2 separate regions of the Danio rerio genome follow, and region 2 is linked to region 1. The links are chromatin contacts, called in public Micro-C maps. All regions are on one chromosome and are shown on one strand. The core of a region is the stretch at or near the end of the contact, and the rest is flanking DNA. Distances in the headings are between cores, read along the strand shown. Region 1 holds the start of nfkbie (nuclear factor of kappa light polypeptide gene enhancer in B-cells inhibitor, epsilon). Region 2 holds the start of tlr5a (toll-like receptor 5a).

Region 1 (4,451 bases), core at 1,659-4,158:
GGTCGCCACAATGGAATGAACCGCCAACTTAATCAGCATTTGTTTTACGCAGCAGATGCCCTTCCAGCTGCAACCCATCTCCGGGAAACATCCCAATCATTCACACATTCGCTACGGACAATTTAGCCTACCCAATTCACCTTACGCAATTCACCCATAGATATTGGAAACATCTGACCATTGACTTTCATAGTATTTGTTTTTCCTACTATGGAAGTCAATAGTTACAGGTTTTCAGCATTCTTCAAATCATCTTATTCAGTGTTCAACAGAAGAAAGGAACTCATATTATAACCACCTGAGGGAGAGTAAATATGTACGTTTTCATCTTGGGGTGAACTGTCCCTTTAAGGCAATGGTCTCAAACTCAACTCCTGGAGGGCCGCAGCTCTACACAGTTTAGCTCCAACTCGACCCGCTTAATATTCTGCAGTAGTCTTGAATGCTTTGATTAGTTGAATCAGCTGTGTTTGATTAGGGTTGAAGCACAACTATGCAGAGCTGCAGCCCACCTGGAGTCTAGTTTGAGACCACTGCTTTAAGAGAATGTGTGATATCTCCTCAGATTACGGATGTAAACACAGACTGTAGCACCACCTGCAGGACATTTGTGGCACTGTTCCTTTTGTTTAATCAACATTTAATCGTGTACTTTAAAAAAAAAAAGCTAAATCTGCACTTTAATACGTATCTGTGAGGAATATTTGTTGCTGGTTCGAGTCCCGGCTGGGTCGGTTGGCATTTCTGTGTGGAGTTTGCATGTTCTTCCCGTGTTGGCGTGGGTTTCCTCCGGTTTCCCCCACAGTCCAAACACATGCGCTATAGGGGAGTTGATTAACTACACTGGCCAGAGTGTGTGTTTGAACGTGAGAGTTTATGGGTGTTTCCCAGTACTGGGTTGCAGCTAGAAAGGCATTCGCTGTGTAAAACATATGCCGGAATAGTCGGTGGTTCATTCCGCTGTGTCGACCCCTGATGAATAAAGTGACTAAGCTGAAGGAAAATGAATGAATGAAACTGTGGTGATATATTATGCCCTAAATCTGTAGAAAACAACATTTTTGGTAAGTTATTTATGCTAATGTAATTGTTGCATCGCCATACCAATTAAAACTACTGAAAAATAGCCTATTAATTCAGGTACTTTCCTATAGTATGGTTCAAAAACACTATTAATTACTATGGTATTTCTTCATGTGGGCATGTCCCTCTGAACGTCATACAAGCAAACAAACAATCACAGAACAGACACAGAATCACACCATACACCAGAATAAAAAAATAATTGCATCTAAAATAAATGTTTGTTTTGACATTTGTGTGTGCCGGCCACTTTATTAGGTACAACGTACTAGTTCCGGGTTGGACCCCCTTTTGCCTTCAGAGCTGCTTTAATCCTTCGTGTCAGAGATTCAACAAGCTACTGGAAATATTCCTCAGAGATTTTGCTCCATATTGACATGATAGCATCACGCAGTTGCTGCAGATTTGTCGGCTGCACATTCATGATGCCAAACCCCCGTTTCGCCACATTCCAAAGGTGCTCTATTGGATTGAAATCTGGGCACTGTGGAGGCCATTTGAGTACAGTGAACTTATTGTCATGTTTAAGAAACCAGTCTGAGATGATTCACGCTTTATGACATGGTGTGTTATCCTGCTGGAAGTAGCCATCAGAAGATGAGTACACTGTAGTCATAAAGGGATGGACATGGTCAGCAGCAATACTCAGGTGTGCCAAGAAAATATGCCCCACACCATTACACCACCACCACCAGCCTAAATTGTTGATACTAGGCAGGATGTATCCATGCTTTCATGTTGTTGAAGCCAAATTCTGACCCGACTATCAGAATGTGTCAGCAGAAATGGAGACTCATCAGAGCAGGCAACGTTTCTCCAATCTTCTATTGTCCAGTTTTGGTGAGTATGTGTGAAAAGTAGCCTCAGTTTCCTGTTCTTGGCTGACAGGAGTGACACCCGGTGTGGTCTTCTGCTGCTGTAGCCCATCCGCCTCAAGGTTGGACGTGTTGTGTATTCAGAGATGCTCTTCTGCAGACCTCGATTGTAGCTTATTTGAGTTACTGTCGCCTTTCTATCAGCTGGAACCAGTCTGGCCATTCTCCTCTGACCTCTGGCATCAACAAGGCATTTGCGCCCACAGAACTGCCGCTCACTGGATATTTCCTCTTTGTCGGACCATTCTCTGTAAACCCTAGAGATGGTTGTGCGTGAAAACTTAAATCCCCTTTCTTCCCCATTCTGATGCTCGGTTTGACCTGCAGCAGATCGTCTTGACCATGTCTACATGCCTAAATGCATTGAGTTTAGAAAATTGTGTTAACGAGCGGTTGGACAGATGTCCCTAATAAAGGGGCCAGTGTGTTTGTATTTTATATAAATATACATAAACATTTTCTCAAATATATGCAAATAGTTATTAAATATATGCATAAATATATAGTACATCTTCTTAAATTATGTCAAAACAAACTTTTTTTTTGGATTTCTGCCCAACACAAATATATATATATATATATATATATATATATATATATATATATATATATATATATATATATATATATATATATATATATATATATATATATAAACAACGTGATTCTGTGCAATCTGGGGAAATCCAGTCCATTTAAAGTACTGTCGCAATTCAGGGTTTGTGAAGGCTTTAGAACCAGTCAGGTCAAGTCACAGGTGCTTAAAGGAAGTGACTGGGATCCCAAAATCAAGAGTCTACGGTCTTTCAGGAGATTCCATGGGGTTGTCATGTGTACTTGCACTGGAATCTGGATCTCTCATGAAAGTTTTGCCACTCCCAGTGGGGAATTCCCACTGTAGAATTAAAAGCCGCTTTGACTCCGCCTACAGCATCGCTTCCCCATGCTCTTCACATTACCGTCTGCTCTTTTGGCATAAGTTTCATTACTAAGTCTGCTAGTCTACACTTTAGCTCAAACTCGCGCGTAAATAAACCAAGCAATCATATAAAATACATCTGTAATTGGACTATTTGAGGATTCATCAGTGGTGGGATGAGAAACAAAAGCGAGTGTCTCTGGTGTCATAATGTCACGGTGATTTCTTTACGTGCTTTTATTGTTTTTCTGCTAAATTGACGATACGCATCGAAGCTTCGAAATGTCGCGGAGCGGCGGCGGCGACCAAGATGGCAAACCCGATCTCGACGAAAATCGGATCGACTCCGGAATCGACTATGCACCCAGAGAACCCAGAGAACAGTTTCCGAGTCTGGCCAACTCTGAGGAGAAGGATAAACACAGTACAGATGAGCGACTGGACTCTGCTTACGGCTCTTCGTCTCTAACAGTGGACAGTTTGGGGGATTTTATCGAAGAATGCCGCATTTCTAAATGTGAAAGCGCGACGGAATGTCAATACACTGAAGAGGAAGTGAATTTCTTAACCACTGTCACTGAAGATGGAGACACGTACGTTAAATCTTCATTGATACGTTCAAATGTATCGCCTGGGTGCACTTTAAATGAGTTTGAATGTCTAAACATTGAGTTTTATTTACAGTTTTAAGTGAGGTGCTTACGTTAGGTGTTGATTCGTTGCGCGCCGCGGAGTGATATTGAGAATAGATCTTCATTGACATGTTGAAATATATAACCGGCGTTATATATTGTTAATTATTAAATTAAATTAATTTTAATGTGTAAATATGGGTTGTTGTGAGTTTTGTAAACTAGTTTTAAGCAATAAGGTCCTACTAATATTAAGTTTTGATCATGCCGCGGAGAAATTTTATTTATTTTGTAAACGCATCCTATTCGTTTTTTATGTATTTATTCATTTATTTACATAAAAATGCACGCATTCTGTATTACAACAATATGAAATACACAATTTTGTGGTTAATCTCAAGTGTGTAAATTCTTCACTGCAATATAGTGCGTGTTGTTGCTACACTTAATAATATTTGATCAGTGATAACAGGTGTTTGGTTAATAATTAATTCCGATGTTGTTTCAGTGTTGAGAAACTACTGAAATATTGTGACAGTTATGTCATTAGATACATATTCTCTGTTTACATGCAGCACTACTTGCATCACTATTTTATGCATGTTATATTAGGGACTATATTTTCCAGCGGAAGGATTGTGTTTATTCAATAAGTATTTTGCTGATCCTTATTTTAAAGACGCATTCATGTTCATATACAAACCAACAAGGGACTTTACAGTGTTTTATTGTGAGTGGGTTGCGGTCTGTTTTTTGGACTCAATGGGTTAATTTTAATCCCCAACAAAGCAAGACTAAGAATATGCTAAACGAAGAAAGATGGCTTTACACTCTACAAATGTCCACTGTGGCATGATTATAAAGTCTTAACACGATCAAACAAGTTTCATTTTAATTTAACATGCCTTAAACATTTAATAAATGTTATATTAAGCTGATTAG
Region 2 (4,366 bases), core at 662-3,161, 180 kb before region 1:
GAATATGTGAGAGAAAAAATGCTTGAATTGGACAGATCAAAACTCTTAATACCGCTCGACTTAAGACCACTGAATGTCGATTTGTCTGGATCTTTCGAATTATCGCCAGAAGATTTGCCGATTCTGTAAGTGTTACTGATGATGAGACTTTGGATTTTGGTACTGGAGATAGCATCAAAAAATCTCTTAGCCATGTCAACGTTAAAGCCGTTTCCAGATAGATCCAATGTGGTTATTGAAGTATTCTTAAATGGGTTTCCACATTTCTCCCATCCTAACCAGTACTCATTCATGTCTTGCAGTGTTATAGAGGACAGTCTGAGGAGTGTGAAATGTTTACCCTGAAAGTTCAGGAGGTCTTCCTCACAGATGCTCTTCACTTTGTTGAAAGTCAGATCCAGCACATGAAATCGCCTCATATTTAAAAAGAAAGACGCCGGTTGGACTCTCCGAATGTTGTTACGACTTAAATCAAGCATCTCAAGAGACATCAGAGGTTTGAGGAAGTTACCAGACAGTAGGGAGTCATCTAAACCGCATTGAGTGAGAGTGAGATTTTTAAGGTCGGATAATCCATTAAATGCTCCTGCATCTATTCGCAGGTGGTGGTTGTAGTCTAGCTGAAGTGATGTTAAATTAGAGAGCCTCATGAATGAATTGCGCCGGATCACAAGACCTGGTGTTTGGTGCATCAGGATGAGGACTTCTAGAGCTTCCAAATGAGAAAAGGATGTTTCATTGAGTTCAGCAATTCTGTTTTTACTCAAATCCACGTTAGTTATGTAAGTGGAAATCTTTGGCACCTCTTGAAGACCTCTGTCCATGCAGAAAGCGAAGTAGCCATCAGTTGAACACACTGAGGTGGATTTCACTGTTGGAGTCCAAATGAATAATAGCATCAGAAATAAAGTGTATGTAGCTGCCATTCTGGAATCTCTGTAGAAAATAAATGTGTTATAAAAATGAAGGTTAAAAAGATTCACCCTACAGTTTTTATTTGTTATTAATATTCAAGTATTTTTGCTTATGTGCTTGGCAGCAGAACGTGATGTTATTTACTTTTTGTGGCATTTGTTTGTGTCTATATTTATTAATAAAATGTCTGTTTCTGCTCACACAGCGAGGTCAGAAACAAATATAAAATACATCATAAATATAGTTAAAACCTCCAGGAATTAATACAAAATACATTTAAGATGTCCGCATTCAGCTGCTTCTGTTTAACTAGTTTATCTTACTAATTGTTTGCCAACTAGTTCAAGGTTCAGTGACTACACGTTCAATAAGGGGGAAAAACATGTTTCTAATTTAAACTTGGTTCATGAGATCTTACCACTGCTGACACGAGCAGTAATTTGAGATCTTTACAACAAGGTTTATTTAATAACAATCTAATAATAGTTTAGCGTCTTACCTGTTCGCCCATTAATCCATCGTGTTGCCCTGTTTATCCGTTTCTGCAGTCATTTGATACTGAATACTTCACAGATGTGCGCGGGTTTCTCTTGTTCTCTCTTCCTTCGTTTGGTCTGTTTCCCAACTTTTCTGAAATAGGAAATAACTTTCTGACCCTGTGACTCATTTTCCGGTTAGGGATTCTTCAAGTGCGAGTAAGCAAACAATCACGGATTTGTGAGAGATTCAGAACATTTACAAGCCTTTTTTTCGTTTTCACCTCACCCAAACAAACACTGCTCAACCCGCGCGGTAAGACTGCAAGCTGCAGTATGCAGTACACACGAGCAATCAGAGCTAAAATATGCACTTTTATATCATTATAAAACAATATAAAGAACAGCGAATGTTGCTGTCATTTTTGTTGTCTTACCAGTCTAATAAATAGACAACCTTGCCATCCTATGGAGACAAAGGATTAAATTTGTCGTGTAGCTACGCATAAATGTTGATACTAATTTAAATATTAACGGTTTTTTAAAAACGTTGCTTTTTAAAAACTAGTTTTTTTAACTGCCCCAGGAAAACATGTTTGGATTGCATTTAACCCCTAATGTCGCTAGTTAACACACTCAATGCACTTTCTTTCAAGATATCCCATAATTTCTAATACATCAGCCTCTACCAAATAGTCGAAATGTCGGTTTATTGTAAAAGTACTGCAATTATTGCATTTACTATGGCAATCAGAAAGTATAAGACCAATTTATACAAAAACATAATCAAGATAAAACATTTTGAATACTAAATTATCTTTATTTTTTGAGGTTTGCCATAAAATATTTTAGATTTTCATTTAACATGTTTTTTTTTTCTCAATAAAACCAAAATCAAGTGTAGTAGTGCAACAGGATTATGTTTAATTAAAAAAAAAGTATTTATTTATTTATTTGTTTTGTAAACCAAAAATGCTGTGTAAACCATTAATAAAAACAGTCATTATTTAAAACAGTCAAAATATGGTCAACCATAGGTAGAGCAGGCAGTTAAATAGTTAACTGACTTACCTGTGAAAACAAGTGGTCAATTAAATTATGTGAAACTAAAAAATCAAATATAAACACAAACTTTTAAAAAATCTTGAACGTGTTTTTACATATATTGCTGTATGTAATGAAAATGTTCATGTTCAGTTATTAAAAACAATAGACTATAATCATCATTCAACACCATGCAGGAAGAAATGAAATTGTGTAACTATGCAAGTCGACACAAAGAAAGCTTTGGTTTTTGATTGCATAACAACCCAACTTAATCTGGGGATATTTTGAAACCAAGTTCCTGTGTGTGGCTGAAGAACCTGTTCTTAACGTTACAAGTGTCAAAAATAAATATTTTTTTAAGTACAATAAAAGTACTACTTGTGGTCGCAATTACAGTTCGCAAGGAGGTTCTATCTATCTATGAAAATCTGAGCTTCTTTATTTAGTAGCAAATGTTTAAATCTCTGACCTCAGCTTGCTTCACGAAAACAGAAGGTGAGTTTAAAGGCTGTTTGGACAGCTATCTTTGCACAAGATGTCACTGAAAGATTGCTTTCTGTACACATGGAGCATAATGCAGAATGCTAATATTAACTTTGCAATGTTGTCTTTTCTCAGAGTTCCCTATTAAAATGAAGGGATCATAACAGGAAATGAGGGCAGATGGCAATGTGAGGTCAACCAAAGATACATTCAGTAAGTTTTTGAAGGAACAACATGTACTTTTAGTTTTCTGAATTGAGAAAATTGTATTCAATATTACATACAGTGCTCAGCATGATTGAGTACAGCCCATTTTGAAAATGAATGCTTATCCATTTCTCAGTCAATATAGGCAATGTATTTTGGTGCATCTAAATAAAACATTTATTAAACAGATATATTAATGAAAATAATACTTTAGTCACCAAACATATTTAGATATTAAAAAGATAATGCAATTAAATTCAAGCTAAATATTGCATAAATAATTACAACCTACAAAATCTTAACTAAATAATTTATTATTGCTTCTCTTGATTTTTAAACTTGTATTTGATATTTTTCTATAACATATAATTTGTTGTACTAGTTTTTGGAGTTATTTTGTAAGATAAGCTCCAGATATTGGCTTCAATACTGACTAATATATATGCACAAATATAATATCGTATAGCTTCCTATTAAAAAATTATTTAAGGGAAATTTGTGAGGGGTGTGCTTATATATGCTGAGCACTGTGTTTAGATCTTTGATTGCTATTTCTAAACTGTTCAAGATACACAGGCCAGCACTTAGTTGACACAATTACTCAATACTGAGTATTTTTTATATAATTATTACATCATCAATGTACAGTTGTTATTAGCCAAGTGTGCATATTGTGACATCTTGCAGTGCTTTCAGTAGTGGTTTCAGTTTTCACAATATTGCTTGTATGGAGGAAGTAAGGTTAACGACAGAGTGCACAGCAATGCCTATTCCCCAGTCGACTTTTATGGGAGAGACGGACTGTGTTTACAAACAGGCTGAGTTTTCAATTGACCTTATTTGGAAGTTTATTTGGCAGGGTCACAATCACACAGGTGTTTGAAAATAGTTTGGGTTTGAAACAAACATGTAATGTAGTAAATTCCATTATAACCTTTTAAAACACTCATTCGAGAACACTGAAAACCATAATAAGTTGACTGAATGAAATTATTTGAGTAAGCTCTTTGCCTCAATTTAATTGAGTAACGAAATCTCCCAAAACTTGCGTATTTAAGTTTATTTAACTTGCTGTTTTGATTATACTTAAATTGATCAGTTCTGTGTGTGTAATTATACACTATGAAAAAAATGCTTAAAAGAAAAATAAGTAACCATTTATTCCTTTTATGGTGAATAATAATACATAAAGCCTTGTTTTCTAATTTAAAAAAAGAACTTGCATTAAAAAATTGCAC

The links. A called contact is a pair of places that touch in the nucleus more often than the background predicts.
Region 2: a Micro-C map of caudal fin shows a contact between it and region 1, with 6 times the contacts expected there. The contact joins the promoter of tlr5a here to the promoter of nfkbie in region 1. A contact is called at or near these places in 2 of 18 Hi-C or Micro-C datasets (caudal fin and an unstated tissue) and 1 of 4 datasets of contacts at active chromatin or transcription factors (embryo).

The regions. Positions count from the first base shown.
Region 1 is chr20:54,583,135-54,587,585 of GRCz12tu, reverse strand. nfkbie (nuclear factor of kappa light polypeptide gene enhancer in B-cells inhibitor, epsilon) reads left to right here and starts at 2,908. Exons shown (of 6, transcript NM_001080089.1): 1 at 2,908-3,470. The coding sequence starts at 3,160.
Region 2 is chr20:54,758,202-54,762,567 of GRCz12tu, reverse strand. tlr5a (toll-like receptor 5a) reads right to left here and starts at 1,911. Exons shown (of 2, transcript XM_001919017.8): 1 at 1,415-1,911; 2 at 1-936. The coding sequence starts at 926. The region is part of intron 28 of mia3 (MIA SH3 domain ER export factor 3); the gene reads left to right.